Linked DNA regions of Canis lupus: region 2 is linked to region 1. A link is a contact called in public Hi-C data. All regions are on one chromosome and are shown on one strand. The core of a region is the stretch at or near the end of the contact, and the rest is flanking DNA. Distances in the headings are between cores, read along the strand shown.

Region 1 (3,926 bases), core at 771-3,270:
CTTCACTCTCACACCCTCATCTAAATCTAATCCCCTCCCAGAGGCCCCATCTCTAAAACTCACATTGGGCTTTAGGACTTCAGCATATGAATTTTAAGGAGACACAGTTCAGTCCACAGCAAAGTCTATTTATAAAGACAAAGCATACACTATAGCAAGTTTAACAACCAGCAAAGGTAGGGAAAGGGTATACAAGGTTTTATTATTACTTTCAATTTTTCGATATATATGAAATTTTTCAAAATAAAGAGTTGGAAGGACTTTTGAAGCTGCTGGTGACATGAAGCCTGGGAAAAGGTTAGGGTCACACGAGCACGGTCTTCAAAAATGTGAAGTATTATCCCATGAAAACATTTTCCTCGTGTCGCTCCAAAGACAGGGCTTGACCCACTTGACTCATGGGTAGATGCTGAGGTGACACATTTGGTTTCAATGTACAAAACTTCCTGAAAGAACTGTCCAACAATGGAAATGTTGCTCAGTAAGAACAGGTGCTTCTCAGTGGAAGTGTTAATACAGCGCCTAGAGAACCACACCAGGGATGTCACATGTAGGGGGCCTCTGCAACAGAGCAGAGGCCAGAACCACCAAGTTCCCAAATTTAAGATTATACAGATGCATGGGCACCCATAAACACACATCTAACAAGTAGTCTACAAGTAGAGATGGCTTTCCAGTGATCATCTTATAGAACAATCTAGAGAAAAGTGTTTTAACAGTTCAGGTGTACATTTGTATTCACCTACTGTTTCCCACAGGCAGAATCACACATAAACTCAAAACTTAGGTGATGCTCTAAAGTGTCTCTAACATATCAATTGCCTTGCAACAAACTGACACTCTAGCAAAACTGCCTTACCACCAAGCTAAGTGGGGTTTTAGCTCACCACCCTCCCTCTCCAGCCAGGGCCCTGGTCTGCCTCCTACACTAGACCTGGCATGCTCAAATCTTCTCCTTCTTTCCTTGCTCCAAGTTTCAGTGTCAGCAAAGCTCAAACACGGTTTCCTCAAGTTGATCCTTCTTTAAAAGCAAAGGATATGGGTTAGTAGATCAAGACAAGGAAGTAGAAATAGATGGTTTGCTTTCAGTTGCCAAACTGGTCACCTAGAAAGGGTTCATGGTCAAGGCAAGGTGGTTAGTTGTGTGTCAGCCCCTACCAAGGAAGACCACACCCTGCTACTTTCATGTGCCAGCCCTATGTAGAAATACTCTTCAACTTTCCGATCAGGAAGAAACAAGCAGCTCAATATACAAGATTTCCCACCATATGTCCAAAGACAAACACTCTTTTGTACCAATCTTTATATATTTATTCACACATTTGATAAAAATGTCACAGTTAGAAGTGAAATCATTACAATGACATAATAATTGTACAGACCGACTCCAAGTACAGAGTCGAGTTGCAAAAATCAGAACATGAGCAATACACAGCTCCTTAACGCCTGTGCATTCATACACTCTTGCCCACACCCATCCATACCCCAACAATCACAGGTATGTTCAGACATAACCCAGGAACTTTTCCCTGGCTTCTGTCAAGTCCTGGGGATGAGAAGAGAGAAATGATCAATGAAAAGCTGGGACTACTCAGCATATGTCTCTGTTCTGCCAATCACTGAGAGAAGGCAAGACACGAAACATGGGGGCAGTTATATCCTTGGCACAAAACTTAACAGGCAACAAAAATGTTGAGGGGTTTGAGTTAGTCTGAAGTTTAGATCCCCCTTTCAACACAAAAGGGTAGCAAGTGGGGAAAAAAGGGAAGAATCCATCCATTTACATTCTAGGGAAAAAAAGAGGTGGGAGTTATTTAAAACTTGATCCCTATTCTCCTGTCAGATTGCAGCAAAACCAAAGCAAAATCAGCCAGGCCAAACTGATACCATCTGATTGTGACTTTATCCCAACAGCATAGTTTGCTTTCATTTTAACTCTGAAAAGAGGAAGAAAAACTTTGCAGAGGAACAAGAGGTCACATAAACCACATCCCCATTATATTAGTATTTAGGGCAAGATTACATCTATCTGTTCACACGACTTGTCTACTGCTCTGAGAGCTCCAAGGGAGTGGCCCAACCCCCATTCCTCTGCCTTTAGCCTTCCAAGATGGACAAGTCTTCAGCATCCAGTCAAATCTGAAGTGTGAAAAATAATGCCTGAATCAAAACTGTGTTTTCTATACAGTGGGACTATGGAGAAATCCTATTCCACTTCCAATTCCTACTTTTTGACACAAAGGTTAAAAAAAAAAACCCTAAAGTGTGATGTTTTAAGTATCGCCACTAACTCTATCAAAACATTGATGACACCGAAAGCTACCACCTAAAAGGACTCATTTCCCAGTGTTCTTGGTGGATAAGCTAAGGAAGGAGGCGAGGCGATGATCCAAATATAGTGCATGAATACAGAACTGGCCAATGCAAAGGAAACTGCTTTGGGTAGGACGAGTCAATGGGGTGGTATTTGGGAGACACAGAGAAATTTCTTGGTACAAACTTGATGTCCCTAAAGACAGAAGCAGGGTGAGGACAAGGCACTTACACTGCCAAGCAACAGTTCACATCCATTCAACACTAGGACAGTTACCAAGAGCATTCCCAATGACCCCTCACTGGAGACTCAACCGGCCAACTGCACTTTCCAGTTGGACCTTCAGAACTGAAGGAAATCCCAAGTGCTGCAGAACCAATGGTGGGAACTGGAATGTTGGCAGAGGAAACTACTCAGAGGAAGCAAAAAGAAGTTGTCTTCTTCTGGCCTGAGGTGAGAGGCTTGTTCCAGATTAGCTCAGTGAAATACTGAATCGCAAAATGCTTGGCCTGAGAATATGACAACGCCCCCATGGATGCCTCCTTCTTCTGTTTTGATAAAGAGCAACAAGGGCTCTGAATGAAATTGGACACCAGTTACTGAGTTATCTTGCACTGGTGGTTACAGCAGACACCTTCTAATATGTGTTCCCATTCTGTAGCAGAAAAGGGACCAAGACAGGGCTAGAAGTAGCCTGTCCCTTCTTATCCCAAAGCCCTTCAAGCATACTCGATCCGGGCAGGGCCACAACTACCCTCATTTTTCCGCTCAGAAGACGGGGTGGTAGCCTTGGCTTCACTACTCGTTTCCAGAGGCTTGGACGAGATGTAGTCCTTTACTTTGATCTCCATGTTCTTGGCTTTCAAAGTGGCCATGTGCAGTTTCTCCAGGAAATCTGGCATGCCTGGTTGGAGAGAGGGAAATCTGGGTAGGCTAAAATATAAACCAAAAGTAGGCTCAAAATTAGAAGGCCCTATTTCTTTCATGGCAGGGAACCAATTCCTTCTTATAAAGATTACAACCTGATTGTCAACCTGTTGAGTGATAGTTGCCTCCCAAAATGTTTGGGGAGTGAAAAGAAGCCATGACCTCTGAGATCCTTTGTAAAGGGGTCCCAATCAAGCCACATAAATCCCAAAAGGCTTTTAGGTGATTAAAATCAGTTATCAGTAGCATAGCCTATTATTTGCCAATTTTACTTAAGTAAGTACCAAAGAGAAACACTTAATCTTCTCTCCATTCTCCTGAGGAATCAGAAGCTGTCTATAGAAAAGCAGAAGAAAATCATGTCAGGATGCTTTTTAAAGAAAGGAATTGGAAAGAAAAGATGGCAGTTATAGCTGTGATGTGTAGCCTTTCTCAAGACACGTGGTGGCCCCTTCTTCCCAATTACTGTCCTATAACGACCACATTTTCTACCCTAGATTTTATGGCCTCCAACACTATCTAAAAAAAGAAAAAATGTTAAATGCATTAATGTACACAGTCTGTGTTTGAGGAATTTAGCAAATGTTCTTCTTAAAACTCCCTTCTAGACACATGTTTTCTGGGACTCCCCAATTTTCATCCCTCCAAACCCCAGTTGGAGGCTTCACTATCTTCATAATATTCA
Region 2 (3,926 bases), core at 721-3,220, 38 kb before region 1:
CAGGAGCTCTGGACCCCAGATGGCACCAGACTTGTTCCACACTAAGGCAGTCCCTGTGGGTCGCCCTGGCAGGGGAGGGTAGCTTCCAGGGATCCCACCAGGCCAAGGGCCCTCAGCTGTGAGGCCCTAGCAGCCAGCACTCCCAGCAGCTGCGGGTGGCCTATGCTTCCCTGTAAAGGGCACCGTGGAGAGCTCTTGGGCCTCCCACAGCCCCGCCGGGGTATCCTCCGTGGTGCTGAAAAGTCAGTGCGGGAGAGCCTCAGACGGCTTCTAGCACCTCTGGACCAGTCACAGTCACCGAAAGGTAGCACACTGCCCTGCCCCGCTCCCCAGTGCTGGGGCTCCCAGAGAAAGGGCAGAACTATGTGTGGGGAGATCCTCATCCCTCCAGGCAAGGTCACCCCTTGGTCCCCCTAACACTTCAGCTCCAGCCCCCCCAAAGTCCAGTCTCCCCCCCTCCACCCCCCACAGCTTCATCCCAGGTTATCTATACATTCTCTATCTTCAGCTGAGATCCCCACTCAGGGAGGCTTGGGGCCTCGTGCTGCTTGGTCTACCCCCCCCCCCCCCCAGCTCACACCCTCACACCTGCACACAATCCTGCCCCAGGTGGCTGCCATCTTTTCACACAATCCACTAATGACTTAGCTCAACACCACCTGAAGCAGCCCAAAGACCCATACTTCTATCAGGCCAGTTTTTAAAACCTAAGCTTTTCTCACTTCTGATAAAAGTAACAATCCAGTAGGGAGGATACAGAAATATGCACTTTTTAAGCATTGCCCACAGAGGGCGCCTGGGTGGCTCAGTTAAGCATCTGCCTTGGGCTCAGGTCCTGATCCCAGGGTCCTGGGATGGAGCCCCACATTGGGCTCCCTGCTCGGTAGGGAGCCTGCTTCTCCCTTTCCTTCTGCCCTTCCTCCCTGCTTATGCTCATTCTCTCTCACTCTCAAATAAATAAATAAAATCTTAAGAAAAAAAAAAAACAACAACAGTTGTCCATAGAACTAAGAACCGCTAACCCAGTAAACTGGCACATTTCCAGCTTGTTCTACTCATCTGCATGTTCGGCATGGTCCTCACCACACTACAGGGACAATTTCAGAGCCCCTCCACCCCACAAGAAGACACAGTGACCTCACCTTGGTTAATCGCAGGGATGTCCTTGTCCCAGGACGTCTGGGTCTCCTCCTCAGGGTTGAGGTCCTCTGAGAAGCTGGTTCCACATGCTTCTGGGGAGCTAGAGACTGAGGGTGCTCCTAGGATCAGACCTGGCCCAGATAGGTGCATACACATGAGGCCCAAAGTGCCCTCATTAGTGAGAGAGGACAACAGGACATGGGGGAGGGGGGAGCCAGGCCCTTGACAAAGGCAGCTCTCCAGAAAGTAGCCTGGCCTCCCCTCAGTCCCAGATGGTGACAACACCTAGACAACTTTAAGGAAGGAGCTCCTTTAAGCGGACCAACATTGGGTTCTAAAAAGCAGCCCCAGGCCTGAGTAGCTAGCTGTGTGTATGAGATAGGGAGGGGAGCAGAAGGGAGGCAGGGAGAGGCCCCGGATGACAACACTGAAGGTGGTACAGGTAGCCTGGACCCTGTCCTGTGCCTCCCCTCTTAGCCCGAGCCTCTAGAAAACAGACTCGGGCTGGGCAAGCCTGGCACGCCAGCAGAACAAGGACATCCGGAGCACCACAGGGGCCACCTCCTGCCAGACGCCGCCGTAGGCTTTCAGGGTCTTCAGGAGGCCTCCCCTGGGCGCCCCTCAGAACTGGTTTCTGGGAACATCCGCAGCCCATTCTCTGAGCTATTCAGATCAATTCAGATCCCTGCGGGCTCCAGCCACACCCTGCTCGCCTCTACCCACAGGCACTTGGCGTGGGCTGGAGCCAAAACTCGAGAAGAGAAAGACAAAGCACCCGACTTACCCGGCAAACAGAGCAGACCTATCACCCAAGGCCAGAGGCCTCCCATATTCACGCTGTCCGGTGGTCCCCACGGGCCCCGCTGCAAGCAGAAGCACAAACACCCAGCAGGGACAGGCCAACCACCACCACCACCACCACCACCCCCCTTAAATAGCAGCTTCTCCAGCCTCCACCTGGAACCCCACCCCAACCAATTCCACCTGCAGCCCTGTCTCAATCAACTCCACCTGGAGCCCTGCCCGCCCCTACCTGTGTCCCCCACCCCCAGCCCAGGCCGGAGCCTTCCGGACCCTGTTCAAATCCTTCCCAGCCTGGCTGAAGTGGGGAGAAGGTGAGAAGCCAGGAACAAAGCAGTCTGCAGGGGACGGAGGGTACCCCTTGGGAGTGTGCCTCTTCTGCCGTCCTCTCCCACCACCAGGGGGCAGAGAAACATCACAGAAGGGTGCTGAGGGGAGAGCTGGAATGGACCTGATGCTCCAACATGGGGAGACCCCTTTCCTGCCCACCACCACCCACACACACTCAGAAAAGGGAAAAGCTGCCTGAGACCCTGAGGCACCGCCAGTCTGTCTGCGGAAGGAGGAAAAGGTCGCTCGTTTTTATAAGCTTTTACTTCAGTGTGCATATAGGAAAGTGGACAATCACAAGTGCAGGGATCAGGAAAAGTTTACACACTGAACGCCCGGCGTAACCAGCACCCCAGAGAAGCCTGCCATGTGGAGAGGAGGAACTTTTGGATACCTAGACCCTTGCATGCACACTATCTCTGTCATCCCCACAACAGCCTTACAAAATTGGCATTTATCCCCATTTCACAGATCCAGAAACTAAAGTTCCTTATCCATACTCCTCCTCCTCTATGCTCTTTGGCCTCTCAAGAGGCCCATTCTCGGGGATCCCTGGGTGGCTCAGCGGTTTAGCGCCTGCCTTTGGCCCAGGACGTGATCCTGGAGTCCTGGGATCGAGTCCTGCGTCGGGCTCCCGGCATGGGCCTGCTTCTCCCTCCTCCTGTGTCTCTGCCTCTCTCTCTCTCTCTCTCTCTCTCTGTGTGTGTCTATTATAAATAAATAAATTTTTTTAAAAAAGGCCCATTCTCAATACTTGGTCACCAAGGGGGCCCCCTGGACTTAAATCATGAGGTGAAGGATTGGGGACCTCCCTCACCAATGCCCAGTGAAGGGAAGTGACAGCCGATGTAGGGTCACCAGCTACTGTCCACAAATGCCTCTCAGCATCCTGCCATGCGTGGAATCCAGCATTTCTCAAAAGAGAGGAGTCCGAATCACAGAGAGAACAGAGAGATGCCCCTGCTGCCCAGGCAGGGTATTAATGTATGTAAAAATTTATGGATGGGCCACTTCAGATGAAAGCTTGGTAAAATAATAAATAATCTGCTGAGGTAGAGAAACAGATTCTGAGTTAAGAAATGCAGTTTGAGGAGCATGTGGGTGGCTCAGTGGTTGAGCATCTGCCTTCGGCTCACATTGTGATCCCAGGGTCCTGGGGTAGAGTCCTGCATCAGGCCCCTCGCATGGAGCCTGCTTCTCCTTCTTCCTGTGTCTCTGCCTCTCTCTCTCTCTCTGTGTGCCTCTCATAAATGAACAAATAAAATATTTTTTTAAAAAAGAAATGCAGGGATCCCTGGGTGGTGCAGCGGTTTGGCGCCTGTCTTTGGCCCAGGGCGCGATCCTGGAGACCCGGGATCGAATCCCACGTCGGGCTCCCGGTGCATGGAGCCTGCTTCTCCCTCTGCCTGTGTCTCTGCCTCTCTCTCTCTCTCTGTGACTATCATAAATAAAAAAAAAGAAATGCAGTTTGACTTGACATTATGCTAAGCAAAATAAGCCCTTCACAACAGGGCAAATATGGTGTGATTCCACTTATATGAGGCGTATAGTCAGATTCAGAGACAACAAGTAGAAGGGTGGTTGCCAGGGCCTGGGCGGAGGGGGAAACGAGGAGCTGTCCTTTAATGGGTATAGAGTTGCAGTTTTGCGAGATA

The links. Hi-C and Micro-C count contacts between places; a contact is called where the count stands out from the background.
Region 2: a Hi-C map of blood shows a contact between it and region 1, with 3 times the contacts expected there. The contact joins the promoter of ASTL here to the enhancer-like site in region 1. A contact is called at or near these places in 7 of 9 Hi-C or Micro-C datasets (amygdala, blood, liver and 1 more).

The regions. Positions count from the first base shown.
Region 1 is chr17:34,729,720-34,733,645 of UU_Cfam_GSD_1.0, reverse strand. It overlaps STARD7 (stAR-related lipid transfer protein 7, mitochondrial), which reads right to left. Exons shown (of 9, transcript XM_038561379.1): 8 at 3,069-3,218. Among named protein-coding and RNA genes, the nearest start is that of STARD7, 21 kb to the right of the region's middle. Within about 2 kb of position 2,020, at least 2 of the 20 cell types and tissues checked have an H3K27ac peak or open chromatin away from gene starts, as enhancers often do. A contact at or near this core is called in blood, where this site is marked.
Region 2 is chr17:34,767,968-34,771,893 of UU_Cfam_GSD_1.0, reverse strand. It overlaps ASTL (astacin-like metalloendopeptidase), which reads right to left and starts at 1,970. Exons shown (of 9, transcript XM_038560593.1): 1 at 1,925-1,970; 2 at 1,143-1,271. The coding sequence starts at 1,970.